4 separate regions of the Gossypium hirsutum genome follow, and all the other regions are linked to region 2. Evidence: chromatin contacts called from public Hi-C data. All regions are on one chromosome and are shown on one strand. Each heading gives the region's core, a stretch centred on a gene start, on an enhancer-like site or on the middle of the called end of the contact. The rest is flanking DNA. Distances are from core to core; before and after follow the strand shown.

The links. Hi-C and Micro-C count contacts between places; a contact is called where the count stands out from the background.
Region 1: a contact with region 2 is called in a Hi-C map of leaf, with 1.7 times the contacts expected there. The contact joins the promoter of LOC107897627 here to the promoter of LOC107900632 in region 2. A contact is called at or near these places in 8 of 34 Hi-C or Micro-C datasets (anther, hypocotyl and leaf).
Region 3: a contact with region 2 is called in a Hi-C map of leaf, with 2.1 times the contacts expected there. The contact joins the enhancer-like site here to the promoter of LOC107900632 in region 2. A contact is called at or near these places in 7 of 34 Hi-C or Micro-C datasets (callus, hypocotyl, leaf and 1 more).
Region 4: a contact with region 2 is called in a Hi-C map of leaf, with 2.1 times the contacts expected there. The contact joins the enhancer-like site here to the promoter of LOC107900632 in region 2. A contact is called at or near these places in 3 of 34 Hi-C or Micro-C datasets (leaf and petal).

The regions. Positions count from the first base shown.
Region 1 is chrA10:19,517,733-19,520,432 of Gossypium_hirsutum_v2.1, forward strand. It overlaps LOC107897627 (U-box domain-containing protein 5), which reads left to right and starts at 1,287. Exons shown (of 6, transcript XM_016823140.2): 1 at 1,287-2,080; 2 at 2,511-2,573; 3 at 2,690-2,700. The coding sequence starts at 2,526.
Region 2 is chrA10:19,113,768-19,116,467 of Gossypium_hirsutum_v2.1, forward strand. It overlaps LOC107900632 (U1 small nuclear ribonucleoprotein 70 kDa), which reads right to left and starts at 1,291. Exons shown (of 10, transcript XM_016826302.2): 1 at 1,066-1,291; 2 at 679-793; 3 at 523-602. The coding sequence starts at 1,173.
Region 3 is chrA10:19,486,251-19,488,950 of Gossypium_hirsutum_v2.1, forward strand. No RefSeq gene overlaps it. Among protein-coding and RNA genes, the nearest start is that of LOC107897627, 31 kb to the right of the region's middle. Within about 2 kb of position 1,276, at least 3 of the 9 cell types and tissues checked have an H3K27ac peak or open chromatin away from gene starts, as enhancers often do. A contact at or near this core is called in hypocotyl and leaf, where this site is marked.
Region 4 is chrA10:19,621,241-19,623,940 of Gossypium_hirsutum_v2.1, forward strand. No RefSeq gene overlaps it. Among protein-coding and RNA genes, the nearest start is that of LOC107897621, 3.8 kb to the left of the region's middle. Within about 2 kb of position 1,326, at least 9 of the 9 cell types and tissues checked have an H3K27ac peak or open chromatin away from gene starts, as enhancers often do. A contact at or near this core is called in leaf, where this site is marked.

The DNA.
Region 1 (2,700 bases), core at 37-2,536, 400 kb after region 2:
TCAATAACTAAATAAATTGACGAAACACTCGTAACTAAATAAATCCAACTAATTCTATTGTTAAAACTAAATTAGCGAATTTATTAGATTTGGTTCAATAATTTTTTAATTTTTATATTTTACACCTTTTAAGATTATAAAATAAAATAAAGAATAACCAAATTATAAATCATAAATTTTATTGTTATATAATTGTTGATTGAATTATTTATTGTTTGATTATACTAAATAAAAAGGTTAATATGTAAATTTGTCACTTTAAGTTAATATTGAAATTTGTCACTGTACTTTATTTTTATTAATATTTATCATTATGCTTTTAAGCTAAAGATAAATTTGTGATTATATTTTAATTTTATCTTGAATTTTATCAATTTTTATTTTTTGTTTAATTGAATTTCGTCACTAAAATTCAATTCTTGATTGAGTTTTACTCTTTAATTTTAATTTAGAAGACAAATTTAATAAAAATAAATATTAAAATAATAACTTAATATAGCATCAACAATTGATAAAAACTTTTACTAATAAAATAAACTTAATATTTTTTATTTTTCAAATCTTTCTTTTATGAAATAAAAATTCTTTTAATATTTTATAAATTAATTTATTGTTAATTACTAAAGTAAAATATTATTTTCAAATCATGAAAATTAATATTAAACGGTAAATTTTAATTAAAAATCAAGAATTCAAAGTGAAAGTTAATTAGATCATATTCTAAAAATATTAATTAAAAGAAAGCATAGGTAAAATAAGAAGGCAAGAAATTTGGGAAAAGACATGTATTATCGGATTAAGATAAAATTATTATATTAAATAATTGATAAGTGAGAAAAGTTTGATATCAATTTAATTAATTAGGAAATTGTGTAGGGTTGATGTAATCTTATTTTAATTTTTGGATTCTGCGTTTAGGTAGTTAAGTTGGGGTATTAGGAAAATGATCCCGCGTTGCGGGATGATTTACTTATATCATCAAATTAATTTTTTTGTGTTTAATTAAATTGGATAATAAAATGTGTTGGGTTTTCTCTCATCCGCAACTCTTGGTCAAATCAAGACTGCGTGTCCGGACTCGGCCGCTTATCCTTCAATCAACCATCGATTCATGATCATCCAACGGTATCCAATGATCACAGACATCACAGACGTGTGAGTCAATCCGAGTAGAGTTAGAGAGCATCACTGTCTTAACCTGTCATTGGCTTAAAGCCGACCAAGAACAACCTGATTCTTGATAGCATTGCCATAGACTACTCCTTTTATTTTATTTTATTATTATTTTTTAAATCTATAAATAAAAAATAAAAAACAAGAAACTTTCCTTTTCTTTCGACTCTAACCAGTTCTTATTCGCAAAAAGACTTTCATTGTCCAAAGAAACGAAATCAACAGCTTCTTTATTGGCAACTTCTGCTTTCCTGATATAAAGATTTTCTTAATTTCCATCTCTGGTTTTTGGTTTTCTTAGTTCCCTACAAGTTCTAATTGTCACTCACTTCTCTTGCTGGTTTATTGGAGGAATTTTCTGTTTTCATTTCTGGGAATCTCTTACTTCTTTTTTTTTTTAACCACTGTTTTCATCCATGGTGGTAAACATGGTTTTTTGAGTGTTGGGTGTTGTCATCAAGAGCAAAAAAAAAGTGGCTTCTTTTTCTTTTTTGGTGATCAAGAAGACCATGCAATCCATTTGGTCATCTTTAAAGCTTCTTCTGAACTATTGTTTCCTTTTCACCCTGCTTATCTATGGAAGAGCTGCAAGACAACTACTTTTGATGCCTTGAATTCTACACACTTTCTGCTAGTGAGAGTCTCTGTTTTCTTTTTCGTTTTTTTTTTCTGGGGGCTAAATGATATATTCTCTAAAGTTGTAGCTATTTTGCTTTACAAAAACCTAGTCTTTGGCACCGGTGGTTCAATTTCTCTATATTTGGTGTTGGTCTATAGCTTCACAAATAAACATACAGCGAAAACAAGCAGCATCTCTTTTGGTGTTGGTCTATAGCTTCACAAATAAACATACAGCGAAAACAAGCAGCATCTCTTTATCATTGCTCTAGCTTCCACTTGCACTAAGGTGAGTTTTCTCTTCCCCTTCCCTCCCAACCTGGTTTCCCCCTTCCCGTATCATGATCAAGTTCAAAATTAATATAAAAAAGAACAAAAAAATCCTACATCTTTATGAAAGAAAATTCAAAAGCATACTTAAAATAAGTCTAATTATGCATAATCTTTTTCTTTTTGGTGGTGTGTGGGGTACATAGAAAAGTCTGGTCGATATGTTTTGCATATCTTTCTTCTTTGACTGCAAGTTTCACGGTGATGCCACTATAAAAAAAACCCTTTTCATCCCTTAATTGTTCTTTTTTTATTATCTTAATTGACCTCTGGTAAATCGTTTCTAACCATTTATATCATTGTGATAAGTTTCTACGTAAACCCGTGCTGTTTTGCTTTTTCTTTATCTTAATTGACCTGCTTGACTTAATTTCTGTTTCTTTTATCAGGTTACTATCTGTTGAATGGGGACTGAAGCAGTGGAGACTTCATCGTATCCTTGTTCCTTTCAGGTAAAATGGTAAATTTTGTCGATCAGTTTTCATATAAAGGATCATAACATCATCCCATGTCACTGCTTTAAGGTGTCTGATATGCTTAATATTGCTGCACCGCTGAATGATTGTAGGTGCATCGCTT
Region 2 (2,700 bases), core at 41-2,540:
AAATAAGTATAATCATCCAAAAAAATTAAAATGCCAAAAATAAGTGAACATCTGACAAAGATTAAAATATATGTCATATATTTTGGGTAATTCGAGTAATTCAGTTATTGTTCAACGACATATTGAATTAATCAATAACCAAAAACATCATAACCAACTGAATAACTAAATTGGTTTAGGTCTAGGCAAGCTAAATCCGTTTTCACTGAATAGTGCGAAGCCCAACTAAGGTCATCGTTTAAACAACGCATGGAACACACACAAACATGAGAACATAACTACAGTGTTCTCACCATATGGGCGGTTTAGTTACAAACAGGAGAAAATTAACTGAGTGATCTCAGTATAGAGGCCGTGCCATAAACATCTCAAATCTCAATGACATCATACTACTCAAAAAATAATTCCAAATTTGATAAAAGCACAAAAGAAAACATAACACCATCAAAACAAATTTTATCATGCAAAGCATTTCACAGAAACAAAAACACAGCAACTTCTCCTTAAGAACAAGTATCCTACAGGTGTTTCTGCTTCCTGAACAGGCGGGGCATACTCAGGATCTCCTGGCTCAGCAAAGTGACTCACAAATTGTGCCATTCCTAACAAAGACAAACGAAGCAAAACAAGTCAGTAAATGTCAAATTTAAATTAAAACTCCAAATGCACGAAAAAGACCTGTATACGGAGGGCATTTTCTCTTCTCAGGAGGCGGTTTAAACTCCAACGGAGGTCGTGGTTCAAAAAGCTTCAAAAGGTTAGCTGTTAAACCAGTAGGATGGCTTTGGCCAATCTGCAAAGTAAACAAATTTGTATTTTACCATCTTTTACCCAAAAACAAATCAAAATCACCATATATTTTTTTAGTCGCATCTAATTTTCCAAAAATCCCAGCAAATCTTCATTTAGAAGAACAAAAAAGAAAACTAAATTCATCAAAAGTTTTGAAAATAGAAAGTAGTGAACAGAAAATAAGAATATACAATAATCTTAATCTAACGAGTCGAGATTAAAAGTCATCTTATCACACTCTTCAAACCAAAAAAGAACCCTAAAACAACGAACCAGCTTGAGCTGCTGAATATTGGCGCGGTTCTGAGGGGGTTTAACGCGAGCCTGAACGGCGGCGGCGGCGTTTTGGTTGCGCATGAAGGCATCGTTGTAATCTCCCATGTTGAAGAAGGATCACAGGAGGCTTAGCTAGGGTCTTTTTTCTTTTCCCAAACAAATCGAGGGATTAATGAAAGAAAATGGTAAAGAAACATCTATTAAATAGCTCTTACATAGGGTCGGGTCGGGTCAGCTTAACGAGGGTAAGGTGGTATTAATGATGTGCAAAATTCGATTTCATTCAAAATATATGAATTAACTTTTCAAATTTTAAATTAAGTTATTTATATTAGTTTTAGATACTTAGATTAATTATCTAATAGTTGAATTCTTGTTACTATTTAGTTTCCTTATTTTTAAATTGCAAGGATTTTAATACTTTTATTTTTCAAAAAATTAAAATTATTAATACAATTAAAATTATTCATCATCATAAAATATATTTTTATTACATAACTACGAAATAAGTAATTTTTTTAGTTTTAAAATGTCACACATAAAAAAATACTATTAACAATATTAATAATTAGACTTGAATTTTAAAATTTGAAAAGTATGAATACTAAATTATTATAAATAAAACTAGGGAATTGGATTACAAATTATAAAGAGTGTAGGAACCTAAAGCATATTTTTACCTAATCTATTTTTTTTTGTTCTACATAAAGACTTACTTTATCATGCTTATCAAATATATATATATCAACTTTGGTCTAATGTGTAATTTGATACATAAATTTCAATTTGGTGCAATTATACACATGAAACTTGAATTTATGTATATTTGAAGCTTTAATTTTGATTCAATTTTACATATTTAAAGAAATAATTTTTGTTGCTTCCTTAAGTTGTTTGTTTGATTAAGATGAAAACTGCAATGGACGTACTAGACTGTAATGATTATTACGGTTCGGCACTACGAAAACTATGCAAACAAAAAAACAAATAACACAAATGATATATTTATGTAATTCGGTTTCCCTATGCCTATGGAACCTATGTGAGTAATTTTGTCACACTTTGGTTGCGAGCCGGTACGGTTCGAGAGACTACTGATTTGTCGTAATTCGGTGTAGCAGATTAAACTAGTTTTCTCTTGAATTGTTCTTTATATTTATTCTTTCTATCAAGTTTATATTGTTTATTATATCCATAAGGAACTAATCCTCCTGTGGGGGATTAGCAAGTAGAGATACGATTAATTAACTATTTTTAGGGGTTTTTAAGTGGATCAACTGTTCAAGAGAGGAAGAAACTAAACCCTAGGCTTGGAAACCCTAAGAAGTCATTAAGGTGGGAACTAACTCAAATTTGGTATAGCTTATCTGTGAACACTTTAACCCCGAACCGATTTGGACTTTAAAGTCGAGAGATAAGTAGTTTTTGTCGACTCAATATGTAAGTGGAAGATCGGAAGATCCTACTGGGGTATTGACTAGTTGATTGAACAAGAAAACTCAAAAGCGACAGTTGGTTATGATTATAGAAGCAAGCTAATAATCCACGACCATATTTGATATATTTTGCTCTTTGATCTATTGTGTTTTATTTATTTCTTTGTTTTCTTTTATTATTGTTATTAGTATAGAT
Region 3 (2,700 bases), core at 26-2,525, 370 kb after region 2:
TATTATTTATTTATTACGAGTTTTGGATAATTTTTAAGTATTTTAAGTTATTTAGGAGTTTTATGTCAATAAGAAAGTTTAGCTTTGAAACTACTTCTTGTTTAAGGTAATTAGAGTTTTAATATACTTAAGAGCTTTATTTAGATGTATTTAGCTAATTTATATAAAGGCCTCTTCATTGTACACAAATCAATTCATGATTATTCAACAACTTCTCTTTGAGTTTTTCTTTTCAAGAATTTTTCTTGAGTTTTCTTGCCAAGTTTTCTTTCTTGGAGGGGAAATTAGAGCCGTTTGAAGGGGGTTGTGGATCCATTTTATTTCCAAGGCTCCTTAGGATATCTACATGCCACATTTCATCTTTTTCATCTATCTTCTTTATTGTTCTGTTTTATTTATCTTAATTATTATTTTAATCGTTTTCTTTATTTTTTTTATTTGACTTGGATTCGTTTGTTTTTTAGTGTCAAAATTTAAGTTGTTTTAAATGTCTGGAACCCTAAGTCAAATCCGCAACTTGGACAAACTTACAATCCTCTTTCGCACTCATCCTCTCTCATCCCTATCAAAAAAATCTAAATTCTATCCCTCCATCCAAAATTTTTGAAATAACTTATTCAAAAAATTTTATCAAACTAATCTTAAATTGAAGCAAAATTTGATAATAATAAAAATTCAAGGTGTTACATTCACAAGCTACAAAAGGTGTTGCAACATTCTTTGCCTTTGATATTGGCAAGGCCGCCACTTGTTGCTTTTTTGAATTCCACACAATTGCTCCATTGCTACTTGCCCAATCACTATCTATAACGCTAGTTATTTGAATTTTGATATTCGGTTGTTTTTTAACATATCTCAAAATTTTCTTTAAAGTTCTAAGGTGAAGCTTGCTGCATAAATCTTGACACAACTTTAACAGAGAAAGCATTGTCTAACCTTATAAGGGACAATTAGTTTATATTACTAACATGATTTCCGCAATTTGTGATATTTACCGTTTCAACACCATTGTCACAACACAACTTCTTACTAATATTCATGAATGTCGCTGTGGCTTTATAATTCACCATATTAAACTTATTCAAAAGATCCCTTGCATCAACGTAATGCAATAAACCCAAATCAAACATCTCAAAGCATTCACTTTGTTTTGCAGCTTCTTCAAAGCAAATGGGATCTGAAACATGTAAAGCAACGTTGCAAGAATGTGTACTTTCTTTCCATTCAGCCTGTCTTCTAGAGCTATATATTGGTCTTGAACCTGCAGCCTTATTAGCCTTTTGGGCCTCCTAAGATTTCGTTAAGATTCAAAAGCCTATAGGGTTGGGTATTGTCCACTCCTTCCAGTGTTCATTCTTCATTATCACATGACTTTCCATTTCTCTGGAGGGATATCCCTTTTCTGAAGTAACTTGGCTTGTAACTTAGCTACTACAGAATAAGAGTAAAGCTGCTTATTTTTAACAAGCTACGTCTAGTTCATGAATGTCAGCTTGTTCTCCACCGTGTTGCATGGATTCTGGATAGGATTTCGGACATGGTTTGCTATGTATTTGACAAAATTTACATTAATTTTGAGGCCCAAACCTCAAAATATAATTTTAACGAACAGTGAAATGTTCAAAGAAATAAGTTTAAAATACTAGAGCTATATTAGGAAAAAAAAAATGAAGAACCCATATGTTATAGCCCATCGAAAGAGGTAGAAATGGAGCAGGTCTAATGGCCAATTATGACCATAATGGTTTATATCTCCAAATTCCCAACAATTAGTAGTCGTTCCCTTTAGCCAAAATAGTGACTTCTAGGAGTTCATGAATGCATATTCGTCGAAGTTATTTATAATATTAATATTGGAGTATTCGTATTCTGGTCTTTGGCAGTTACAAAACGTTGCTTCTGACTTTTCTTTATATATAAATATATTTTCATGTATCGGTATTTGTGATTCATGTTAAATGCGTATCTGAATATAGATATTGGAGACACTTGTTGTAGGTTGCAAAATCTAGAAAAGTTAGAGAGGGATTTGCCGTGCGTATAGGTAAAATTGGATCAACGTCCATGAGTTGCTATCAACATTCAACTTGCATGTTGGCTTTGTCCCGACGTGTAATAGGCAGTGGTTAGTATGTTTTTTGCGTGTCAAAGGACGCGTGTGTTTTGGGGTTTGGTGATGGTTTAGTATGAGGTGTGATAGCATTTGACAAGAAATAGAAGCATTGGAAATCCCTAGTAAAAACCATTTTCAACCATTCAGTTCATACCCACTGAATAAGACACTGAAAGCAAAGCTCAAGTAATTCGGGACGAAATGAGATGGTACTCTCTTATGCCCACAAGAACTCGTTCATTTGACTTAGCTTCTCTGTTTCTGTACTTCATTCTTCGGCTGATGAGGAAACATTTCATAAGCTTCTCATTACTTTAATATGGTATTTGAGTTTTTTTTTGTCTAACTTCATGGTTTTCGATTCTCACATATATATATATATATATTATCCTTTCGCTCAAACGAGTATATTCTTGGATCTTCATGTAGCTCTAACTATTTATCTTTTTCAATTAAAACAACACTAACTCTTATTCACCAAAGCCAATCAATTTGTTTTCTTTATTGCCAGCCAATCATTGACTTCTATCTATCCGTTCAAAGTGACAAGGTTCATGCTTCATTAACTTTGTAGTGGGTTGAGGGGT
Region 4 (2,700 bases), core at 76-2,575, 510 kb after region 2:
TTTCACAACGTAGTTTGTATTTCAACATTGGCTATGACTAGAGGTTAGTACCTTTATTAGTTTATTATGCTTTCGCATCAATACAATAATTTCTATTCATTGAGGAACTATTTTTGTGAGAAAATACAAACTTTATTAGTTTGTGTTTCAAAATTGATATATGTTTTGAGGCTTGTCTAGGTTAATGTATGAGAGCTTATTGAGAGCACTTGAATCTATTCATCGAGGATCTGTTTTTATGAGAGAGTGCAAACTATATTGTAAACATTGAAGTGTTTACTGCCCAAGTTCTCAGAGGGAGGATTTAGAGGTGAGCATTCTAGTCTTTAGGTACAAATGTGAGATCTCTATACTTGGGGAGTAATAAAGTGTGAATCAGTTATTGTATTTGATTGAGCCAAGGCATACATACGCCGAGTAGAGAAAATTGCAAATAAATAAACATGAAGTACAATGTTCTGCAAGTGTGACAAGTCAGGTGTAATAAGTGTACAATACGATACTTAGAGTATTCCAAGGATCAAACCTAAAGAAGATTGAGTGATATGATGGATTAATAAAGATAAAAGCATGTGATTAAGGAGGCTAACTAGCTAATGGCTAGAATAAATTATACAAAAAACGATAAAAAAATTGAATTAAACTAAAATATAATTTAAAGGACTAAAGCGAAAAAATACTAAAGTCAGAATAATTATCGAAGAAAATATAGCAGTTGATTAATATCTTCAATAATTAATTCTCAAGTTAGGGTTCTAAATTAGTCAATTTTAATTGGTTCAATTTACCTAATTAGATGATATAGTCTTATTTATCTCTCAATCTTACTAAGCTAGATAGGGATAGTCGAATTCATGCTCAATAAGATATCCTCTCGGTCTCACTTATCTAATTGTTCCCCTAGATTCATCAATTCTAGGTTTCTAAGTTTATTCGATTTAGTCCATATTCTTACAATTTAGTTTCTAAACCTTATATTAAATAATTGACATTTCAATTAATCAACTACAATAGGAATTAGTTCATACCCATTGTAAGTACCCAAATCTGCCCGAGCCCAACAACCAAAAATCAATCCCGAAACAAAACAAAAATATTAAAATCCAAATCAAAAGGCCATCAGTCCAAATATTACAAAACAGCCCAAAACAATTACAATGGCCCAATACCCAAAAAACCCAATTCTAAGCCCAAACAAACCCATAACCCAATACCCAAATAAAACAAATCGGGCCCAAGCGGCCCAAGACCAGATTATCCACAGAAACCCTAGGGTTTCCACCTTAGCGCCGTAGCCTCTAGCCTCCGTACGCTCCCATGCACGACCTCCGTACTCCCCAGCGCCGCTCGTGCCTCTACGTCCTCCCCCATCTGCATGAAGACAAAAACAGCACAGCACAACAGCAAAAAAGAAAAAAGGAGACAAGAAAATATTGTATTTTTCTTTATTTTTCTCATTCGGCTATAAAGCCATCTTCTTTTTCAATTGTATGGGACGCACACTAAAATATACATATTGAATACAACAAAATCGAATTAAAATTATTGGAAAGGTTATTCTCGATCCTTTTTTTTATGTGTGTTTCTTTCTTTTGATTTTGCATGTGGCTCGAATATAAGAAAATAAAAGAACGTTTATCGTCGTAAATAGGCCATCGAAATTCTTGTCTCCTTCACCGAAATCGAAGTTTGGGATGAGATTTCTAAGGGCTGAAATTGATAGGTCTTGAGTTAAGACTCTAATCGAAGTGCGCGCATGTTGATCTCCATCGAATCGTAGTGGTGGCAATTGATTTGCTCAAGTTTTGGGATTAGCCGAATGGTGGTAATGGCTTTTAGGGTTCTTTTTACTCTGATTTCTTTAGAAAGGGAAAGAAATGGTGGCTGTGTTTCACTAGGGTTTTGTTTTTGCCTTTTAAAGGGTATAAAGCGACGACGTTTTAAGCCAATCTCAATGGCTACAAAACGGCACCGTTTCAAGAGCCATAACCCGATCACCCGACCCGTGCCTGGATAGGATCCGCGCTTTGGTCTTTGAGGGTTATTTGCGCGTTAGGTCCCTCTATTTCTCGTTGGTGTCTGATTGGGCCCTCTGTGCATCTTCTTTGTTTTTTTAATTTTTTCTAGAGATTTGCGCGTTATCGCAATTTAATCCGCGCCTAAACGCAGTGTTTTGGGATCTGGTATATTGCCAGTTTTGATCCCCGCACGTTTGCGTGCATTGCGCTTTAGTTCTTCTTTTAATTTTAGTAGTTTATTTTATTTATCAAGTATCCTTTTTAGTTTAATTTTATTTTAATTGAGTCCTTTTGATTTGTATAATTTATTATTATTTTTATTTATTAACTTAATACCTTTTTTTTTACATGTATATACATACTTTTTTTGAGTCATCATGGTAATTTTACCCCCTTTTTTTCATATAAAATCTTTATTTTAAAGTTTCTTTATCATATTGTTTTAAATTTTTTTTGTATAATACCTCATTTAAATATTCATATATATATTATTATGCATATATAATTCATGAAAAAATTAGTTTTTATTCTATATATTATTAATTCTATGTTACTTTACATACATAATTCCTTTTAAACCCAATATGTATATAACTCATATCTCAAGAATATATCTTATTATATATATATTTTTAGAACCTTTCATATTTTACATATTATTTAAATTATCTTCTACCATATG